Regions from separate parts of the Oryctolagus cuniculus genome. Here region 1 is linked to region 2. Evidence: chromatin contacts called from public Micro-C data. All regions are on one chromosome and are shown on one strand. Each heading gives the region's core, a stretch centred on a gene start, on an enhancer-like site or on the middle of the called end of the contact. The rest is flanking DNA. Distances are from core to core; before and after follow the strand shown. Region 1 holds the start of LOC127490646 (collagen, type I, alpha 1b-like). Region 2 overlaps NR3C1 (nuclear receptor subfamily 3 group C member 1).

Region 1 (3,143 bases), core at 197-2,696, 48 kb after region 2:
CCCTTCCAAAAGGAATGGATCATCTTCTCCCGCCAAAGGAGAAAGCAGACAGTTCTCGTCCACCAACAGGTCTGACCTCCAAGGGCTCTCGCTCCTGTCTTTACTTGGGGACCCAGAAGAAAACTCCAAATCCTGCAAAATGTCAAAGGTGCTTTGGTCTGTGGGGTGCAACTTGGCACTGCCGGCGCTGCTGCCAGTCTGGCCCTTCGGATTCTGCCGTTCGGAGGCCAGGTCAGAGTGAGTTTTTGGAAACCCCTCTGTGGGGGCGGCAGACCCAGCAGCAGGCGCTGTGCTCCTGGGGTTGTCTGCAGCACTAGCCGACCTGTTGAGGCTCGCGATGCTTTCTTCCAGAAGCCGGAAGTCCGTTTCCCCAGAGGAAAGGCTGGTTTGGCCCTGCTGCGGGAAAGCCAGGTCACTGCCCATCACTTTGGTTTCTGTCTCGCCCATATACAATCCCATCGAGAGTGACACTGCTCTGGACAGATCCGGCTGCTGGGCATTGCTGGCTGAGCCTTTCGGAAAGTCCACCGCGAGTCTCTGCTGCTTGGAGTCCGGCTGCGCAGCAGGAGCCAGTGAGGGAGAAGATGCAGGCACCCTCACAGGAGCTCCTCCCCTTAGGGTTTTGTACAAGTCCATCACATTCCCGCGCTCCGCCGGCCTGAGCACACTGCTGGGGACCTCCTCTCTACCCGGGGGACTTAATGATTCTTTGGAGTCCATCAGTGAATATTAGCTACAAAAAAAAAAAAAAAAAAAAAAAAGGGTGGGGTGGGGTGGGGGTTGGGACATGGTAAGCTATAACCTCACATTGTCTCCGCGATCCGATTAGTAACAGCTTGTTAAATGAACCTTTTAGTTAACTCTGGAACAAATTCTTCGTTACCAGCAGAGAAGTTTCTACCCCGCAGAACAGAAAGCCCCGTCCCTGCTCCCACTCAGTGCACCCCATTCCAAAGTGCAGTGCAGTCCACCGCACAGGCAAGGGCAGAATTGAATGGGACGAAGCTGGGCTATTCAGCCTGCCACTCCCTGAACGTGCTGCCTTGCGCATCGCCGACATTCTAACTCACTACAGCTGAGTATTCTGAAGGTTCAGATTGATGTCAAAGTATTTCATTTAAACAGTGTGTTCCCATCAAAATTCCTCTCCTCTCAATCAAGGTGGTTTGCTTTTCTGAGCACCAACACAGCTAACATTTGGTGAACACTAAGCTCGAATTCTCTAGCCCCTAATTTCCCCCAAATTCAACCTCCCCTACCAGCTACTCACAGCTCCAGCCCTTTTCAGTACAATCTACTGGTGAACCAGGCACGTTTTATTAAAAAACAAACAACGCTGACGTGCTCCTTATCGTCTACGGGCTGGCAAAAAGCTCCTATTTTTAAATGCGTATTCCTGACCTGCTACATCTAATAGTGCCCACCTCCACATTTTAAATATATAAAATGAGGTAAGTTGTATACGGGCCAACTAAAACTTAAGATTTAAAAAAAAGCTCAACAAAATGTGTTGTAGCTTCCCACGACACTGTAGTTTATAGTTATCTGGTCCTTATAACTTCCCAACATCTAGATGAAACCTTATCGTTTTTTTTAAAAAAAATTTGCTTAAGACCCTCAGTACGAACCCCGATTTCTTCTCTCAAGAGTCCGCCTTTCCAAACACCGAGAAACAGAAGAGCGCAGAGCTGCAGGATCACGCCGGACCCCAGGAGCGGCAGTCCCCAGGCAGGGGCGCAGCCAGACCGGCGCGCAGTCCGTGCTCGGGACGCCAGGGCTGCCCCGAGCGCTCCGGGGACACGGCGGGCCAATCCCGTGCAACCCAAGAAAACTTTTTCCCCGCACGCGGACGTCAGCGCGGATGCAGAGCTGGGTGGGGGCCCGCACACCTCCCGCGGGCCGCGGCTTCCCCGCCCGCCCGCCTTCCTCGGGCAGCGATCTCCCAACACCGCGCGCCGATCGCAGCCTAATGAATTTCCCCGCCGCTTCCCTGACAGCTGCCTTCCAACCCGAAACCAAAACAATACCTCAGGCGGCGAAACGCCCCCTCCAGCGAGACCCGAACCCCCCGCGCGAAGACCGCAAACAGCCCCGCCACGCTCCGGGGGCCCGCGCGAACCACGCCGAGGGGGCGTCTCTCGCCGGGGGCTGCGGAGCCCCCCGCGCCGAGCCAGCACTTGCCACAAACCGCAGCACCCACCTCGGCCCGGGCGGGGAGGGTCTCTCTTCCCACAGGGGGCCCCCGCGCCGCGGCGCGAGCCGAGCGCGACGCGTCCAGACCTGTTGCGTGCTCCCCGACACGCCCACTCGCTCCGATAACACCAGCCCGGCCGAAGTCTCGGCGGTTGCGGGCGCGCTCGCCCTCGCCCCCGCGCGCTCAGCCCCGCACGCCCGCCACAAACGCTGCGCACCGGGACCGGAGGGGAAACCTGCGGGCGAGGAGAACCCGCGGGCGAGCAGAGCCCAAGCGCGGCTCGGCGCTCACCTCAACAAAAATTTTTTTAAATAAATAAATAAATAAATAAAAAACACACAAAACCGGGGTGTCGAGGCGGCCCCTTTGGGGGGAAAAGCCAACGAGACTGGGGTGCGGGGGAGGAGAAGGGGCACGAAAAAAGGCCGGGATTCCCGCCGGGGAGCCACCGGCTTGTCAACCCTAGGCCGCTCGAGGAGGCTCCCCTCGCTGCCACCGCTCCGGTTCCTCCCCCTCGGCCCGGCCGGGCGACGGCGACGGAGGGAGAGGAAGAGGCCAGCGCTGTCACCCGCGCGCTGCCCTTTCGTCACCGTCGCCTGGCCCTCGCCAGCCCCCACCCCCGCTGCCCGGGCTAATAAAAGTTTGCGGGCGCCCGCGGCGGCCCCCGGACTCGGGCCCGGGTCCGCGGCGGGTGGCACCTCGGGGAGCGAGCGCTCGCGCCGCCCCAGCCCCCACCCCGGCCGCCCGGCCGCCCGCTTCTTACCTCGGGCAGCGGCGCCGCTCTCCCGCCGCCGATCGCAGCTCCCGCCGCAGCCCAGATAAACAACTTAGCGTGTGAAAGCCGGAGGAGCAGGAGCAATTTGTGTGTTTTTTTTTTCTTCTAAAAAATGCAAGTAAACAGCCGCCCCCTTCTCCATAGGGGGAGGGGAGGGGAGAGCCCCTATTTGAG
Region 2 (3,079 bases), core at 246-2,745:
GGTGGAGGATTAGCCTAATGAGCCGCGGCGCTGGCCTAATTTGTTTTAATAGTCTGATTTTACATACAGTGAATCCTTACACTAAATAACTCTGTCAGATACAGTAGAGATGTTAAGGTGTTAAAGATCCAAGAGTTATGACACAAGCTACATTACTGTATTCTTAATTAACAGTTTTAAGTATACATGACTTTAAAATATCTGTTTTTCTTAGAATTTTGAAAGTAAATTTTAATGTAGATAAAAACCCTATCTTCATACAATTAACAAGTTATGTTTGCTCTTAGTTGCTATTTCTTTAAATAGAAATCCACAATTAATCTTTTAGAAAACTGCGAGTTAGTAATGTGATTCTACCCAGCCACTCCAATGTTAATAAAAAATTAAACAGAAGCATTTGTTGAGTTGCTAGGTCTTAACTACTTTCAGTTACCAATTGTACAGAATTCTGCAGCCTTCACTTTTCACACAGGGAAGACGCTCAGCCGGCTTCAGCGATGGAATGGTTCACCAGCCAGCTCCAAACGAATGCTGTCAGTGTAGGTCATCTTTGGTAAGACAGTTAACACCATTTCCTCTTTGCTAAGCTGTCAGGTTAATTGGCAAAAATGCCTTCAGTTTTCTGTATCAGGTAACACCTACCCCCCAAACAGTGGTGGATAGCAAATTAAGTATGTTGACAACAGATTAGAGATATTACAAAATATTACCCCAATTAAATCTAACAAGTTGAGGAGCAAGCCAATTTCAGAAAATCCTTTTAATTATTGAAACTATCTTTTTAAAACTTCTTATAATTATATTAGAGGTTCTTAGATCCAATCAAACAGTACCAACAAATTCCAGGACACTTGTGAAAGATTTCTAAGCCCTAACAGATTTGATAAAGCTATTTAATACATTAGTACAGTTAGGCATTTTTTCCATGCATACAGAAGTAGAAATGAACAAGTTAAAAGGCATTTTCCCAGCCCTGACTGCAAGTCACAAGCTTGGTGCTGCCTGAAGCCAGCTGGCATGGTGCCCATTTACAGTAAGTTGTTTACTCCCTGTCTACCAATCACACCACAGAGAAGGAATGCCTACAGGCACAGTCAGAGTGTCTTTTCAAAACAGATCAACAAAGCAAAAGGGGTTTATAAGCTTTATTAAATCTTTACAGATATTATTTTTAATATGGCCCCCAAATATTCTAATCTACTTTTCATAACCTCAGCATTTCTAAATCAAATAATCATGCCTCAACAGACAATCTTCAAGTAAAACAATGGGTAGTGTCCTCATCACTTTACGTACTTTTTAATATAATGTATTTGAACTTGCATCAGTTAGACTGAAATAGATTAAAACTGCTTTACATGAGCAGTATCTAGCATGAAGATTGAGATTACTAAGAAATGGAATATCTACTTAATAAGCAGAGAAGGGGGAGAACCCACCAAGAATCCTTATTATCTAGAGACAAGAAAAACATAATGATTTTAGTTACCATTTCCTGGCCAGCTCCCAGAAGTCACACTGGTGTTTAGCCCTTGGCAAGCCACTTCTCCTACCCGCACTGACTGGTTCAGATCAGGGAGAAGGAGGTTTAAGAACCGTTCTTCTCTTCGACCATGCTTGTCCCTGATAACTAATCCCTACAATGTCTTCCCCAGGCCACGTGATGCCACTGAAATCTTCAGTATGCATCTTACATCGAGTATTCAATTAATGTTACAATATCTGCATGAAAAGGAGTCGGCATTGGACCTAGCAATTAAGCCCCCGCTTGGACTCCTGCATCCCCTACTGGGGGATCTGAGTCCTGGATCCACTCCTGATTCTGCCTTCTTGCGAATAAAGACCCTGGCAGGCAGCAGGTGACAGCTCAAGTACATGGTCCCTGCTACACGAGGAACACCCAGACAGACTTCCCCAGTCCTGGCTTCAGCTGGGCCTAGGCCGAGCTGTGGCAGGCATTTGGAGAGTGACCCAGCAGATGTAGTGTGCTCTCTTTGCACCTCTCCAATAAAAATGTGTCTGCATAAAAAGGCAATGATTCTGAACAACATCCAGCCCAAAGGACCTTAAGGAACCAAAATAACTTTCGAAGATACTCATCTATAGCAGAAAGAAGACCAAGGACAGAAATGACCGATCCCTTAAACAGCACTCCGTATAGCAGGAGGAGCATACAACCCCAGAGAATCACCCAGAACTAGATAGTATACAGCAGACAAAAAGCACTGCTGTGTGGCGGCTTCCTTAGGTGCTTCCTGAGCGGATTTTTCAGTAGGTCTAGAAACTCTCATCTTTCACTGTTACAGTACCCTAAATAAATCATTTCATTACAGTCATTTTCTAGTATGTCAACAATTTCATTTAAATCTCAGGCCCAAGTGTCAGAGCAAACCATCTTATTACCAGTCCACGTTGTGGATTTTAAGACTTTCAAACATTCCGAGCTAGTTTAGATTGTTCCCCAGAAACCCCATTTTTTTTTTTGTTCATTTTACCCCATCTTTTTTGGAATTTCAGTTCCCACAATCTTTTGGTCGAATGTATCTTCTGCTACTTGTTCTATTTTTCTGTGTCCTTCATAATTTCCATAAGAAAATTTTCATTGAATTAAAGTATTATATTATCCTATCTTATTTGCTAAACATTCATTTTTTTCTGAAAAAGCTTAGTGCTAGCGATCATAATACTGAGGTTAATTTTCTTTCTCAGCATGCAAACAAGAAGAAATACATGCATAAACGGGGTCCGAGTACACACATTGTCTCTGTGACCACCCTGGGATGTAACATCTAAATTAGACTTCAGTCAGTAAATAAATCAAGTTCTATCTTTGTTCCAGTAGTTAATATCTGGAAAGGTGCCCAGATTTGTGGCCTTGGAAATTGTATAGTTTATAAACAGGATTTCAAAATAATGCTGAGGCAGCAGTGGGACTTCCTCACTAAAACTGTTCAACTAGTCAATAAGCAGGTGAAAAGTTTCATATTTACAGTGTATGGTTAGTCTATTTGCTAGAAGAAAGCCAGCTGCTTTACCAACACAGTGGTAAGCAATTTCAAATACCATTAAGTGCAAAGAA

The links. Hi-C and Micro-C count contacts between places; a contact is called where the count stands out from the background.
Region 1: a contact with region 2 is called in a Micro-C map of ear pinna, with 2.2 times the contacts expected there. The contact joins the promoter of LOC127490646 here to the enhancer-like site in region 2. A contact is called at or near these places in 3 of 6 Hi-C or Micro-C datasets (ear pinna, psoas muscle and an unstated tissue).

What each region holds. Positions count from the first base shown.
Region 1 is chr6:30,843,242-30,846,384 of mOryCun1.1, forward strand. It overlaps LOC127490646 (collagen, type I, alpha 1b-like), which reads left to right and starts at 1,447. Exons shown (of 4, transcript XM_070075913.1): 1 at 1,447-1,451; 2 at 1,648-2,452; 3 at 2,661-3,026; 4 at 3,114-3,143. The coding sequence starts at 1,447. It overlaps NR3C1 (nuclear receptor subfamily 3 group C member 1), which reads right to left and starts at 720. Exons shown (of 8, transcript NM_001082147.1): 1 at 1-720. The coding sequence starts at 720.
Region 2 is chr6:30,794,951-30,798,029 of mOryCun1.1, forward strand. All of the region lies in intron 1 of NR3C1 (nuclear receptor subfamily 3 group C member 1), which reads right to left. It overlaps LOC138850174 (a long non-coding RNA gene), which reads left to right. Exons shown (of 3, transcript XR_011389784.1): 2 at 1-553; 3 at 1,656-3,079. Among named protein-coding and RNA genes, the nearest start is that of NR3C1, 47 kb to the right of the region's middle. Within about 2 kb of position 1,496, at least 2 of the 8 cell types and tissues checked have an H3K27ac peak or open chromatin away from gene starts, as enhancers often do. A contact at or near this core is called in ear pinna, where this site is marked.